Regions from separate parts of the Sus scrofa genome. Here region 1 is linked to region 2. The links are chromatin contacts, called in public Hi-C maps. All regions are on one chromosome and are shown on one strand. Each heading gives the region's core, a stretch centred on a gene start, on an enhancer-like site or on the middle of the called end of the contact. The rest is flanking DNA. Distances are from core to core; before and after follow the strand shown.

Evidence for each region. Hi-C and Micro-C count contacts between places; a contact is called where the count stands out from the background.
Region 1: a contact with region 2 is called in a Hi-C map of heart right ventricle, with 4 times the contacts expected there. The contact joins the promoter of TCERG1 here to the promoter of PRELID2 in region 2. A contact is called at or near these places in 1 of 5 promoter capture datasets (fetal liver) and 2 of 47 Hi-C or Micro-C datasets (embryonic fibroblasts and heart right ventricle).

Annotation. Positions count from the first base shown.
Region 1 is chr2:147,786,094-147,790,982 of Sscrofa11.1, forward strand. It overlaps TCERG1 (transcription elongation regulator 1), which reads left to right and starts at 3,132. Exons shown (of 23, transcript XM_003354339.5): 1 at 3,132-3,238. The coding sequence starts at 3,180.
Region 2 is chr2:147,188,972-147,193,481 of Sscrofa11.1, forward strand. PRELID2 (PRELI domain-containing protein 2) reads right to left here and starts at 2,757. Exons shown (of 9, transcript XR_002341969.1): 1 at 2,468-2,757.

The DNA of each region.
Region 1 (4,889 bases), core at 1,882-4,381, 600 kb after region 2:
TTTCTTTAGGGCTGCACCTGCGGCACATGGAAGTTCCCAGGCTAGGGGTCGAATCAGAGCTGCAGAAGCCAGCTTACACCACAGCTACAGCAATACCAGATCCAAGCTGTGTCTGCGAACTACACCACCCCTCACGGCAACGCCGGATCCTTAACCCACCTGAGCAAGGCCAGGGATTGACCCTGAGACCTCATGGATACTAGTCAGGTTCATTACCAGTGAGCCACAATGGGAACTCCCAAGAGTTATCAATCTTTTAAAAAACCAAATAGAAAGTCTATTTGGTTTTTTAAAAGATTCACTGAATCTCTTTAATTCTTTTTCACGGTAATTTAATAAAATCATTCACTGAAGACACAACTCATACCGGCTATTTGAAGTATGTTTTTATAGAACCACTGAGTACAAAATACCTGAATTTCAAGGACATGGTTATGTGAATAAACTACAGCAGTGATGCAGTGAAATGAATTTCTGTCTAATTATCCATCTCTCTCTCTATCTAATACATGTGATAAACATATGTATATGTATCTGCCTTGGAAAGAGTTTCCTTCATTCATTCAATTCAAACTGACGGTTTGTTTTCACCTTCTCTTAAACACTCATGATTAGCTTTCCATAGGTAGCCTTTTTTTCTGCTTTTTTAGGGCCACATATGGAGGTTCCTGGGCTAGGGGTCAAATCAGTGCTGCAGCTGTGGCCTACACCACAGCCACATCAACAGCAGATCCGGCCATGTGTGTGACCTACACGACAGCTCATGGCAACATCAGATCCTTAACCCACCAAGTGAGGCCAGGTATTGAACGTGCATCCTTGTGATTCCTAGTCAGATTCATTTCCACTGTGCCACGATGGGAATTGCACTAGTCAGATTCTTAAACCCACTGAGTCACAATGGGAACTCCCATGGTATCCATTTTGAGGGATTTTTTTTCCCCCCAACAATTGGGATTAGTCTATCTTGAGCTGTGTATACCAGTGTTATTTTTGGAATAATTTGCTGGGACTTGGAGATGCATGCTGATGTTTAAAAAGGGATCTACGCATCCACTCTCATTCATACTTCAATTTGTTCAAATGTCACATATTAAGTGAAATTTTAACCATAGTTTCTTGCTATAGATGAGCATGATTAGAACTGTTTGACCCTTATCACATTTTATCATACCTAACTGAATTCAGTATAGCATATTCTGTAATTCACACATAATAAAACTCACCCTTTAAAGTGTATAATTCAGTAGGTTTTAGTATATTCACCAAATTGTGCAATCATCACTACTATTTAATTTCAGAACATTTGCGCCATCCAAAAAGAAATCCTATATCCATTAGCAGTCCCTGCCTCCTGGAAATGTACTTTCTGTCTCTATGGATTTGCCTATTCTGGACATTTCATTCAATGGACTCATATAATATTTAGCCTTTGATATTTGGCTTCTTTCACCTAGAATAATGTACTCAAGGTTCATCCTATTGTAGCATATGTCAGTACTTAAATTCCTTTTTTATGGCTGAATAATATTCCTTTGTATAGATGACACCATATTTTTAAATCAATTCATCAGCTGTTTGGACATTTTGGCTATTATGAATAATACTGCTATGAATATTTGTGTACAAGTTTTTGTGTACATGTATGTTTTCTTTTTTTAAAATAAAAAAATTTTTTTTGGCAGCACCCAAAAAATTGGAATGTGGAAGTTCCCAGGCCAGGGATCAAACCTGTGCCACAGCAGCGACCTGAGCCACTGCAAGGACAGCACCAGATCCTTAACCCACTGAGTTCCGCACCCCTGGAACTTCTGCAATGATGTTTTCAACTTTCTTGGATCATGGTGTTTAGTAACGGGGCTTCTCTGCCGAACGGTCTTGGGTTTAAGGGTAGGCTGTGTCAGTTATTAGCTGTGTAATTTGAACAAGTTCTTTAACTTCTCTGGCCTCAGTCTCATCTACAAACTGGCTATTCATAGTACCCTCCTATTAGGAGGCCTTTTTATGAGTCCTAAAACAGACAATACGTGGGTAGTAATTAGAACAGTGCTTGGTATGAATGGTTAGGTCTGAGTAATACATTAGTTTAATATTTTATTAGTTTATTGTTTTGAGCGCCGTAACGGCAGAGTTCCTCTTCATTGTGCCTTTGAAACCCCAGTACCTAAAGTCTTTTTTTTTTTTCCTTTTTTTTGGGCCTCCCTGCTGCATATGGAGTTCTGGGCCAGGGATTATATCCGAGCTGCAATCACTGCTGAAGTGGCAGCTGCAGCATGGCTGGATCCTTAACCCACTGGGCTGATGGACCCTGTGTCCCAGCACTCCCACCATAGCACTGATCCCATTGTGCCACAGTAGGAACTCCCCCAGTACCTAAAGTTTTTTTTTTTTTTTTTAATTAAAAAAAAATTCAGAATTCCTTCTGGGTATTAGGATATGCTAATTTCGGACAAATGTGTTTCGAAATTGAAGGACAGATGTTTTAAACTGTAAATTGCCAAGAAGTTTTCTTCCTCCAACTTAATACAGCAACTTATAGCAACTAATTATTTAAAACAACCTAAGAGGTATTCTCTTTTTAAGTATAGTTGACTTACGATGTTGTGCCAATTTCTGCTGTATACGACGAAAGCATTATTTAATAACAGATATAATCTGGTGGCGCCTTAAGACTCCTGATTCTGAAAAGCTGGGAAGGGCTCAATTCCACAGCAACTCTGTGATTGGTTTACGGGTGATCCAGGTCGATTTCTCATTGGCTCACGGGGTGGAAATCGTCTCGGCCTGAGCCAGTACTGCCGGTTTGAGGCCAACATGGCTCCACAATTGGCTTTCCAGGAAGCGGGCAGACACGTGGCCACCGCAGGCTGAGCAGTGGGTGGGAGGACCTAGTTTTGCTTACCGCGAGAGGGCGCCGGCGGTTCCTCGTTGCTAAAGTCTCGTTTCCCGTAAGGCCTTCGAGCGACCAATCAACTGGCTGTCTCCATACCGCTTTCAAAGTCGGCGGGCCCTTTCACCAATCATAAGGCAGATACCACCCTTAGCGCGAGGATGGATGGGAAGTTTGACCAATCATTTCACAGATCTCTGCTCTCTCCGCCTCCCTCACGCGGGATTGACGATCCGTCAGGCCAATAGGAGACGCTGAGGCGGCGGGTGGGTGAACGCGGCCCTCTGTAATGGCGGAGCGTGGCGGGGACGGGGGGGACGGTGAGCGGTTCAACCCGGGGGAGCTCAGGTAAGGGGCCCCGCTCTCCCTCGCATCTCGGCGCTCCGGCGGCCCCGGGGCTGGGCGTGCCGCGCGGAGAGCCGGGTGGAGGGGGGCCGGGGAGCCGCGGCGGCTGCGAGCCAGGACCGCATGGGGTGAGGGGGAAGGGGAAGGCGGCTTGAATGAGCCGGGCCGGGGCTGGGCCGCGGCCTCCTGCGCGTCCCCGGGGCGCTCCCTGCGCGCTTCGCGGGGCCCCGCGCCCCTCGCGGCCCGCGGCCCGCGGGCCGGGTCCGGCCTTCGCGCTTCGGGGCCCCGCCTCGGGCGCGGGCCGCCGCCGCCGCCTCCGCCGCGGCGACCTCCGCCCTCCTCGGGCTCGGCGCGGCCGCGGGCCCGGGTGTCCTCCCCGAGGCCCCGCGCCGCCGCGCCCCGCTGCGCCCTGTCCCCGCCGGCCGCGGCCCGCGCGGTCCCCGTTTGCCCGCTCCCCACTGCCCCGCCTCGCCGGCTCGGCCTGGACTTCGTGCGGCCTGCCTGCCTTTTCGCCCCGGTTCCTCGTCCCGCGTTCGTGCCTGGTAACAATAGCGGGAGCCGTTTGCCGGGCGCCTCCGTGGGCCCGGGAGCCCCTCCTGGGGGTCCCCGCGACCCTCACGCCCGCCCCCGGGGAGGGGGTGCTGATCCCGTGTCCCAGGCCCCAGAGCTGAGCCGTCTTCGGTTAAGTGAGTGCCCCGCGGCAGGCGAGGACCCGGAGCCGCCTGCAGGTGGGGAAGTAGAACCGCGTCGCTTTGGTGGGATGGTGGCCCCGGGAACTGGCCGGGACCCGGGCCGCCGGGCTCGGAGCCTGCAGTCCTCCTCCTCCTCCTCGCGCTGGGTCTGCTCGCGCCGTCGCCCCAAGCAGGGCAGTGACCTTCCTCGCCCTGCTTTCTCACCGCCTGTGGAATTTGTCGTTAACATTTGGTCCCAGTGTCCCGGGGGTACGATGAGTGGGGTTTAAGGAAAATGAGGTCCTGAGTTTTCTGTCTGGTCCTTCCCTCCCCACCACGGGAAAAGGTCGTGCGAGCCGTTCCCCTCCCGTTCTGAATTGTGCCATTGTCAGCGTTTGGGAATGAAAAAGAGCAGAGTAAGTTGGGAGGACTCTAGCATGGTCCAGAGCTCCAGATGGAATTATGTAAGGAAAATGGGTATTGTTAAGATTTCAGGGAGGAAAATCTTGTCTTTGAGATTCTGAGTTGTCAGAAATTGTTAACTCTGGCAGGAATACAGTCTTACTTCTTGGAAGACTCTTAAATCCTTTAAACCCCGTGTGTACACTTGAGTCATGGGTGATCGCACTGCCTTGTCAGGGTCGCGCAGTGTTAGGGTGGAAGGATTATTTCTGATTCTCATCTCCAGAAGGTTCCTTGAGCTGGTCTTAAGGGATTATTTGGGAACATTAGTTTGCATTTTAGAGAGTATTCCTCGTCAGCTTTACAAGGAGTAGCCTTCTAGACTTTATTAATAGTAGTCCAGACGTTGTGCAGGCTTTAAATGAGATGTTGTGTTGTAGGTGTTCCACACCTTAGCCTCTTGGATTGGAAGTCCTCCCAGAGCACGTTGTACGGACCTTCAGTTTAGCACCCCGTGGTTTAAGAGAAATTAGTTGTTCTCCACGGCAGAAATTGGGGCTCAGTTTTTGTGTTTGTGTCCT
Region 2 (4,510 bases), core at 1,507-4,006:
GGGCCACTTTCCAGGACGTCAGCAGGCCCCGCCTCCATCCTGTCACAACACCGGGCACTTTCCCTGTGTAAATAAATACACACCACCAACTGGAGTGATGCGTTTCCTTGTTGATCACTTATCAAGTCGGTCTCACCCACTAGAGATCATTGGCCCCATGAGAAGAGGGTCTGTCTGTGGTGCCCTAGCGACCAGCAGTGGGCCTAGCACCTGGAAGAAAAGTGCCTCTAAGCACCTGCTGAATGAAAAGAAAAGCATTTAGCCCAGAAGCTTAGCACACGTCAATCACTCTCTAGATGAGACCTTGGTGCTGTGCTAGGTGCTTCTGCAGGAGTGATAGCTACTCCAAAGAAGCTTCGAGTCTACAGAGGGAAAAGACACATGCAGAAGTAACTATCCAACAATAAGGCCCAAAGTGTCCCTCCAGCTCTAACAAGGACAACCAAGAAAGGTGTTCCCAAGGAACAGTGGCACTGGAGGGTCCACACTCCGAAGGGCTGGTCCTAACAAAAAACACGGTGTTGGCTGGTTCTCTTCTGGGTTCAGAGGCCTGGCCCAAGACAAAGTCTCCATCAGATCTGTAATTCACGTTTTCATTCAGTTATTCATTCATCATTCATCAGATCTGTACTGAGCACCCAGCAGGTGCCAGGTACTCCTCTGGACCCAGTGGATCAATTAACAATATCAGCAAGGTGACAGTCCCCTCCAAAAAGGCCCAGTCCTACTCACTCCTTTGTGACCTGGGCGCCCAACTGCAACTGCATTCCCTCCTCTAACAGGAAGTCAGGTCTTTTTTTTTTTTTTTTTTTTTCTTTTATGTCTTTTTAGGGCCACACCTGCAGCATAGGGAGGTTCCCAGGCTAGGGGTCGAAGTGGAGCTGTAGCTGCTGGCCTACACCACAGCCACAGCAACTTAGGACCCGAGCCACATCTGCGACCTACACCACAGCTCACGGCAATGCCGGATCCTTAACCCACTGAGCGAGGCCAGGGATGGAACCCTCGTTCCTCATAGATGCGAGTAGGGTTCGTTAACCACTGAGCCAGGACAGGAACCAGAAGTCAGGTCTTAGCACTTAAGAAAATGCATCTCCTCCCCCCACTCCCCCATTTGGCTTCCAGGGGGCAGATGGGGAGCATGGCCAGTGGTGGCTGCCCAAGGCAAGTTACAATTCTTGCAAATCCTGTTTAAGAAGGTAAAAGCTGAAAGAAGAGTTCCCGGTACAACACTCTCATCTCACCATGTCTGTAAACAAAGGATATTGTGGCCATAAATTCTTCAACCTCTGCAGCCCCCAACAACCCAGTCCCCAGGGGGGATTTAGTTCAGATAAAAACAGGATACTGGCTCCAGATCATTAAGGCACATATCAAAGGAATTTCAGTGAGCCCATAGCCCGCAATCTTCGCATACACAGAAAAGTGCTAAATCCCTTAACTTGAGATGGCTCGTTGTCTTTAATTAGCAGTATTCTTTGGATATTCCAATAACTGGTTTGTTTGAACTCCAATCTAACCTGGCTCCCCCCTAACCTCAGCTTCTGGGATGCTGTGTCTGGGCTTAAATCCTCAGCAAGTATGCCAAATAAAACATAGCTCTCAACTTTGTGCACTGTTTTAAACCCACACATCTTAGATGCAGACATTGAAGCTGAGAGAGATGACCCTTAAATGGTGTCATCCAGTGAACTAAAGGCAGAACCAGAGGTGAATCCAGGGGTCCCGTCTCGCAAGCCTGGGTGCTTTTCATTCTACCAAGAAATTTCCCATTCTACCATTACCAGCCACAGTCCCAGGAGGCGCCCTTGAGATAAACAGGGCCACTGAATATTGAGGCCCAAGGTGTGCAGTTATATCACACAAAAAATAACCTTTTAAAGAACTAAGTAGCATCAGTTACTGTGATAAGAGCTTTACAGGAATACTTTGCTTGAATCTTCACAACAACCCCTGAGTTGGGACTTTAGTTCTTCCCATTTTACATATTATAAAACTAAACTAAGGCACGGAGTCTACCCCAAGGCCCACAGCTGCTTAACGAGAGCCAAGTGCTGAGGTGGTAACACGACAGAGCTGAGTAAACTGGGATGAAGGCTTCGGCGGCTCCCGCCAGCTTTCAACGATGCTCTAGAGAGTGAAGTGCAATTTCAACCCGGCTCCAGCACTGCGGTTCTCCCCGAGCCTCCCTCCCCCAAAGCCTCTCCCTCCAGGTGGGGCAGGGTGTGAACGTGAGGCCGCGCACGGAGACTTTTCCGGGATCCTCGAGGGGTAGCCTTCGAGAAAAGGCACCCCCGCCCTCGCCCCGCACATCCCAGAGGCGCAACCTGCGGCTGGAGCGAGCGCAGCAGAGCAGAGCAGAGGAGAGGGGGAGCTGAGGGAGCCCGCAGCCTCGGGGGCACAAGGCTGAGCCCCCGGGCAGCTCCAGAGAACCCGAACCCCGGCCGGACCGGAGCAGGACGAGTACCTTTCGGAGGAAGCTGGCGACCACCTGCTCGAAGGGATACTTGAACACCTCGTGCACGTCCACGGTGACCCCCATCCCCGCGCGCCCACCACGCCTCCGCCCGCACACCGCCGCTGGAGATCTGCCCGTGCAGGGCCGCAGGCGTCCACGCCGGAGCAGCCAAAGGGGCGTGGGGTGTTTCTTTCCTCCTTTTTCAAACTTCTGAAACTTTATTGTCCACTCAGGGAAACTGACAGTCCGTCTCGCCCCGCCCCCTTCAGCTGGCGTCCTAGTCTGGGCGGCGGGCGTGGGAGGCGCGGAGGCCGGGTCAGTGCTGGCTGGCGGTGCCAGGGGCCGCCCCGCCCCACCTCCGCCCACGCCACGCCCACGCCCCGGGGCCCAGCCACGCCACGCCCATGGCCACTCCCTCGCCCGGGCCACGCCTGCGGACCCAAGTTTCCGCCGGCGAGCCTCCAGCAACTGCCCCGAGTTCTTGGACCTTGCGTCTGGGGCATCTGTCATCACCTCGCCTGGAGCCTTACTTAAGCAGCTATTGGCAGCACTAAAGAAAATAATACTAAATACATCAACTACCCTCCCTCCAAGTTTAGGGACTGTTCTCTATGACCCTCCTCCGTGTTGGGAGTTTCAAGTGACAAAGGCCCATGACTGCATTACTCACAGGACCGGGCAGCTGCCTCTGAGGTTTAGGTTAGGTCTCAAGGACTTAAAAATTGGCGGTATCTGCACGTGCCTCCGTAAGGCAATGCCTATGCCCATTAAACACGATGGCGTTAAACGATGGAGCAAGGAACAAAGGGCTACGAAAGGGATTTTGAGTGTGCTTCACTCCACTGCACAGATTTTACAAGAGGAAGCGAGTGAATCCGTTAATCCGATACCTTCTTTAACATATTATTTCCTGAGCACCTCCTCTGTGTCAAGCACTCTGCTGGATTGACAGGCTCTGGATCCAGCAGTAAGCAAAGCACAGTCTCTGTTGTCATGGAGGATGGATGAGCCAGATGATTAAACACCCGATACACACAAATAGGAGGAGAAGCAGGATAACAGGTCAAAGTTATAGGTGGCATGATTTTCGCTAGGATGAAGAGGAAGTCTCCGGGGTGGTGGCTTTGACATTTGTAATTTCGTAATCTTACTTACCCTGACACACAGTCATACCTGGCTGGCAAAACCCTAGCCTTGGATACAGCTAGTTCTCCACTTACTGCCTCACCCAAGCCCGTGAAAAAGCCTGGAGGCAAACTGATAGCTTAGGCCTCTCTTTACATTCATAATCACTAACCTCAAGGGGCCTTTTTCATGGTGCTTAGACAAAAACACTGCATTTCTCTAATCCACTTACTGTCCCAAGCTCCTCTCACTTCAAATCTCCAACACCTTCTCCCCAGCCTTATCCTCACTGGTAAATAGGAAACCTCTCTATACCACATCTGTCTGCCCACCTGTCAAATGCCCTGCCTTCTCTCCTGTTCTCATGGACGAACTGTTAGCACTTAATTTGGTCCACCAAGTCCAGATGTGGGCTGCAGCTGGTTAGCAAATACCTCTCCTTCAAAAAAAAAAAAAAAAGGAGTTCTCATCGTGGCTCAGCGAAAACAAATCCAACTAGTATCCATGAGGATGCGGGTTCCATCCCTGGCTTTGCTCAGTCAGTAAGGATCTGACATTGCCGTGAGCTGTGGTGTAGGCCAGCAGCTACAGCTCCAATTCGACCCCTAGCCTGAGAACCTTCATATGCCACGGGTGCAGCCCTAAAAAGACAACTAAGTAATTATAATTAGTTTGAGTAAATTTACATAATTTAATGTTTAATAACAGCCGTGTTCAATAACCACCTGATGGGTTTCAGAACACAATATCCCAAAACATGGCACCTTAGCATATAGGATATTTCAAGCTGAAGAAGTTTGTCAAAACAGCCGAAGCAGGAAAATCTCTCTGGCTTCTCCTCGCCCTTCGCCCCTGAGGCAGGTCAGTCGGAATCTCCTCCCGTGACCAGCGGCGCCCACTCTACACCTGGAGGAAGCAGCATGTTCG